Regions from separate parts of the Gossypium hirsutum genome. Here region 1 is linked to region 2. Evidence: chromatin contacts called from public Hi-C data. All regions are on one chromosome and are shown on one strand. Each heading gives the region's core, a stretch centred on a gene start, on an enhancer-like site or on the middle of the called end of the contact. The rest is flanking DNA. Distances are from core to core; before and after follow the strand shown.

Region 1 (3,200 bases), core at 289-2,788, 130 kb before region 2:
AATATAACAAAGCACACAATCTAAGCAAGCCTCACATAAATGGATGTACGTAAAGTGAATCCTTAGTTCCAAGATTTTAAGAGCATAGTTAAAGAGCCACATTATGCCTCTAAATATTAAAAAGTAAAAATTACCAAGTACATTTAGCATACAAAAAGGCATAGCATCAACAAAAACCCTTACCTCTAACTTTTTCTGGTGTAAGGGCATTGAATGTTGACTGAACGAAATTTTGCAAATAATGAGGCTGAATGAAAACTTTCACCTGGACAGGTCAAAACACCACAGTATACAATTAAAAGAAAAACATGTAAATCAATATGCAGAGGCATATTGTAAGAAAATATAGAAAACTGTTTATGTTCCATATCACTCAAGTTGCAAATAACCTGAACTTTGACACGGATTTTAGCAACATGTAAAAAATGGACTTCGACAATGAAGGAAACTATTAATCTAATTACCTATCATGCGTAAGAACACTGTACAGAATACTGGTCAAACAATATAAGTAAGACCTGAAGAACTATTAAGTAGTATTAATTTTTTAGCATCAGTTCCAGAGTATTAAAAATTAAAACCCATAACGGGCAACAGGCATCCAAAACATCAACAATTAGGAATTATATAATCATTTAAATATAGAAATACGATCTAAATATAAAACAAACCACCAGAAACCATATAAATATAGTTATTAGATTCATGAGAAACTATGAGCTGAAATGGAATCAAGCATTAAAATTTTACCTCAAAAAAAAAAAAAAACAAAGAACTAAATTTAAATAATGAATGAACTTGATTCAGATCCAGAATAGAAAAGAAAAGGAAAATAGATCATAATTAAGTTAAAACTTCAAATAGCAAATAGATCAGCACCGAAAATGATAATATCCATGTCTCTCTTCGGTTACATGTTATAGAAGTAAATCTTAATCTATGAAAATGAAGTTCAATATATAGTTTACGAGATCATCTAATTCAACGAGAAGACCTTGCAGCAGGCATCAATCAAACGGATTAAATTGATCTAAAATTAAATTGGAGTGATATAACAGAAGATCGAGATATCGTATAACGATCAAAGTAAAGGAAATGAAGAAGGAAATGAAGAAGGACGATTAAGAAGCAAAAGGAACCTTCTTACGGAGGCCAGAAGTTCCAGGCTTCTGGCCGTCGATCGGCGTCGTCGAGACTTTGGAAACCTTGAACACCATTTCTTTGCTTTCTACGACTGCCATGCAACACAATTCAATCAATGCGAATCTCTTAACTCTTGATAAATAAATATGTAAATATTAAAAAAAATGAAAAGAGAGAGAGAGAGAGCTCACTCGTTGGGGAGATCAAATTGAAATGCGTTAGTTTTGAGAATAAGCTGGCAAAGTGAGGAAGTGACCCGTATTACCTTCTTTTTAATAATATATTGTTTCTTTTTCTTTTTTGATATGAAGTGAAAGAAACGCGAACGGTGAAGATTGAGGCCAGGATGAGATTAGACAGGGGGCGATTTGAAACCTCACGTATTCTCCCTTGTTTGGGATGAATAAAGGAGATCTACTTCAAACTTTTTTACTCCACAATAGAGCTGCTCATGGGCCGGGCGGCCCGGCCCGGCTCAGCCCGATAGCCCACCTAAAATTTAGGAGGATTTAGGTAAAAATATAGGCCCAAAATATGGGTTTGGGTAGAAAAAAAAACCCGTTTAAAAAACAGGCTGGACCTCGGACAAAATTTTTTTGGCCCGGTTCGGCCCGAAAATATATTAAATATATATTTTTTAATTTATTATTACATTTACATTTTACATTTCCCATTTCCCCTCCTTATTTTCCTGACCCCGTTTAGACTTCAGATACAAATCCCTAATCCCTTCCCTCCGCCCTTTTTTTCCCCCAAATCGAAAACTCACCTCCACCGATCCACCATCTCACCTTCAGTGTTCGGTCCTCCATGACTCCACCTCTACAACTCTAGCAGAATTTGACCAAAATTTAATCATTTTACTAGGTGGCGTTGTTGTTCTCTTCAGTTCGATTCTTCTGCAACTTCCGACCCAAACCCTTCAAATCAACAAGTTCAAGGTAACATGCTTCGATTCTTCTTCACTTTAGTTTTCATTTCAATTGAAATTTTCGAGCTTTACATTTTAATCATGTACTTAAGAGAAGGCCGCTCTTTATTGCTGAGTTTAGTGACGGTGACATGCTTCGATTTTTAACTATTTGTTGCCATGTTTTCCACCAAGAATGCATTGATCATTGGCTTGAATCACATAAAAGATGCCCAGTTTGTCGTTAAGAGTTAGATGTGACTAGTAAATCAATAGTAAATCCCTCAAATCTCTAAAATCTCAAGTTTTACAGGTTAGAACATTTCCCCCTTTTTTGTAATATTCTTTACTTTTTATTGATTCTTTTGTTTCAATTTCCTGTTATGAGTGATTTATTGATTGTTTTATTATGTTTGTTTTGATCTGATCTTATCGTTTTGGTGATTGTTGTTGAACAGGTGATCGGGGATTTTGATCTCAAAGAGTTCATCATGTTTAATCGACTGTTCAGGAAACCTAAGCAGGAAACAAATGCTCTAACCACGTTAGAAAAATTAAACGAGGTGTAGTATTTGATTTTCTTTTATTTTTTCACTTTAATTGGCAAACCAGTTATTTATTTTTGTATTTCTCTTGCTTTGTTTGAGTTCAAAAATTTTTGCAATAAATGTAACAGTTTTTTGCAATATATGGAATTCATTTGTTATACTTAAAGAACAACTTATCTAGTATTGTTATTTAGTTGAAGAGAAGGGTTTCAAAGATAAAAGGAATGAATATCTCTTTTATCGTGTATACATATTCCTTGCTGATCTCGCTAAAAGTTGATGCTATGATGGACTGTGATCTTTTCTGTATTTAAAAGTTTGGTTATATTGGTTGTGTATTAGGGATAATTTCAAAATTTTAAGAATATTAATTTTAGTGATTTTTATTTCGTCTGGTGCTACAAAATGCAAATTGCAGTCTATATTCGTTTCCACTGAATGACTTACATTGCTTCTTTCTACTTTTTTTTATTTTTTTAATTTTAAAATATTTTTAAAATACTTTTTTAAAATTTTTGGTATTTATTAAAAAATGGGCCGGGCTGGGCTGGGCTGGGCTTATGATTTTTTCTTGGGTCGGGCCTGGGCAAAATTTTAGG
Region 2 (2,995 bases), core at 214-2,713:
TCTAGGGTTGATGAACAAGAGAAATCATCACTTTGAAACCAGAAAACAAGAGCAACATGATTGTAAAGCTTGCTGAAAGATCTGATAACTAGAAAACCAAGGCAGGCTTATTGAATCGATTGAACTAACAAAAACATTCTAGTTTCGAGTGCAACATCAATTAACAAATTGATATGCTTTGCCTCTTTTTCTTGGCATCTAAAGGGGGAAAACGGCTAAATGGTTTGACAGGGTTAAGGGAACAGATGGTTCGATTTTGATCAAAGCTAATAGTCAGAGATGGGGTCCTAAAGTAGTCTTGGCCTTTTAGGACAAGGCATTTTCGTTATTTGCTGTTCATTATATTGTTCAGCTGCAAAAGTTGAAACTTCGAATACCTAGGAAAGTAGAATCTTTCTTTTTCCTTCAAAAAGAATCTGCGGCAATCCTTTATGTCATATCAATTACATTTTTTATGGAAACAAAAGAACCATTCAATAAATCAAAAGATCAATAAAGTTCAAATTTCTAGGCAACCAAACAAGAGTTTGAGCAGGACGATCTTACCCTGTAGACAGGTCCAAAACCTCCTTCACCCAGCTTCTGATGTGGGTGGAAATCTTTGGTAGCAGCAACTAAAATCTCGAAAGGGAAATGCTTTTGCTCTTGTTGAGCTATTTTCTCCAAGTCATCTCTACTCCGCCTGTCTGATCAAAGATCACCGAAAAATTAATCATCAAAACATGTAGAAAAGCATCAAATTATTTTTCTTTCTTCTAAACTTTTCCGCATAAAAAATGGGTTTTTCATTTTACCTTTGCTTGAGATAAACTTAAAAGGTTTGATTAGATTTAGAAAGAAATCCTTGGATTTGGTCATGGAAAGTCAGAAACCTGGTAGAAACTAGATCATGAAATGAAAGAACTTTCTGAACTGAAATAGAAATAAAAAAGAAGAAAGAAATTCTAGGGAAAGATTGGAGCTTGAACAATTGGGAGAGAAAGAGGAAGGCAGAAGATTAGCTCGGGAACTTGAATGTTAAATTTGGCGTACTATATTTTCTAGCTTTTGTTGAAGGAGGAAACAGAGAAATGTATACGGAAACGTAACGTGTTGACTAGCTGGTTGACACTAGACTATTTCTCTCCTCTTTCTTCTGTATTCAATTCATCTGCCCTTTTCTTACCTTCTATAAGCATTGCTTTCACTTGTAATTTGCCACTACTACAAATCAATCACAATATACCTGCCGCTATTGTTCCCGCCGGTAAACATCATTTCGCCCCATTTTTTAAAGATAAGAAAATGAGTCTCTCCCCAAATTTAATTTGCTTCCCCTGAGGTTAAACCCTTAGGTTATATAAATTTGTTCGGAATGGATTTCTGCTTCTTTCCTTTTGGTGAGTCAACTCGTTCTCTATCATCTTCTTCGATTTCCAATTCACTATTCAGCAGCCCGTCCGAGTCGCTGCACTGTTCTTGCATGAATTATTTACTGTCATTATTATTATTATTTGAAAGATTTAGGGTCGGGTTTTTACATGAATAATAAAAAAAAATAATTACAGAAACAGGGCATGTAGTAAATTATTTATCTAAATTTATGTGAATACTATTAGCCTTAAAAATAACTCATTATTATTCAATTTCAAGTGAAAATATATATATAATTTTAAGTGGTGCTACCAGCAACACAAAAAAAGTATACTTTCTTTTTGTATTTCTTCAATATTTATTCGATATTTAAAAAGAAATTCGTATGTTTTTTTTTCGTTTGTTTGTTTAACAATATAATGGCACCACTTAAAATAAATAGTTTTGTTTCACCTAATATGATTGGGTGATGATAATTGCTTTGAGGGTTGATCCTAAATTTATTATAAAAACAATATTTACTGTTTTTGTAATTTTTTTTGTATTATCAATGTAAAGAATTCACCATTCTTATATTCAAACAAGACTCAAAGAATATATTATGGATGAAAACTAATTAAAATAAAATCAAACAGGACTTATATAAGATGAAGATCAAGATAAATATCAGCAGTGAATTCCCATTGAATTTGAAATTTCAAAATTTGGAATTGGAAAGTGAATTTTTTTCAAATTCATATAGATTTTGGATATTTTGATTACCTCTAATGTAATTAAGAATAACTTAGTAATGAGGCGAAATAAGTGTTTAAATTCAAAAATTGTCTGTGAGGTGAATTGTAACGAGAATACAAATAAATTTTATAAGAATAAATTTACAAAACAAATATTAAAATTATACATGAATTTTGACTTAATTTGTAATGTTGTTATACATAAATTTTGATTAGATTCAAACTTCCTAAATCACTAACCATTTTATTGTTATATGTTGCCTACACATAATTTTTTTTAATATAATGATTAGAACTACCCAAAACTCTTCCTCATCTGTAACTAAGGGAATAAATTACACTTCAACATACTCGAACTCCCGTCCTCTTGCACCAACAACAAGGTTGATGTCAACCGAACTAAAACTCAATCGAAACACAAATAATTGTTTTTATTCAATGTAAAAATAAATGTTGGGCATAAACTCTTGTAAACAACGAACAAAAAAAAAATAACGAAGAAATTGAAGAAATTGAACATGAATATTTTACGTGGAAAAATCCCTCCAAAGAAAATAAAAAACCATAGGCAAAGATAATTTCACTAAATTGGCAAAGATGAAGAATACAAAGATGGAAATAAAGACTAAACCCTGAATCCCGAAAATGAACCTCAAAACTTAAACACAAAATTCCCTGTAAACTTGTAAAAGCTAATATCTAAAAGTGTTATGGGTTAAATCTTTCTAAGGTAGAAAAGTGTCTATTTTATAGGCTAAATTTTGTGTACAAATTTGACTAAAACATCCCTAAAGTAATCAAAGTTTAACCGGAAGAAGAAAATTGAGAAGCTTTGGGAACACGTCGTCACGTTGTGACGTGGTTGCTGCCTCGTCAGGACGCCTTTCATCACGTGTTGAGATGTGGTG

The links. A called contact is a pair of places that touch in the nucleus more often than the background predicts.
Region 1: a contact with region 2 is called in a Hi-C map of leaf, with 2.8 times the contacts expected there. The contact joins the promoter of LOC107922163 here to the promoter of LOC107921991 in region 2. A contact is called at or near these places in 13 of 34 Hi-C or Micro-C datasets (anther, callus, hypocotyl and 2 more).

What each region holds. Positions count from the first base shown.
Region 1 is chrD01:45,976,238-45,979,437 of Gossypium_hirsutum_v2.1, forward strand. LOC107922163 (phosphoglucomutase, cytoplasmic) reads right to left here and starts at 1,539. Exons shown (of 18, transcript XM_016852050.2): 1 at 1,335-1,539; 2 at 1,140-1,234; 3 at 184-265. The coding sequence starts at 1,217. It overlaps LOC107922164 (a long non-coding RNA gene), which reads left to right and starts at 1,635. Exons shown (of 2, transcript XR_001691195.2): 1 at 1,635-2,366; 2 at 2,512-2,850.
Region 2 is chrD01:46,108,383-46,111,377 of Gossypium_hirsutum_v2.1, forward strand. LOC107921991 (putative receptor-like protein kinase At4g00960) reads right to left here and starts at 1,464. Exons shown (of 6, transcript XM_016851799.2): 1 at 1,166-1,464; 2 at 547-686. The coding sequence starts at 1,178. It overlaps LOC121213588, which reads right to left. Exons shown (of 3, transcript XM_041086383.1): 3 at 2,820-2,995.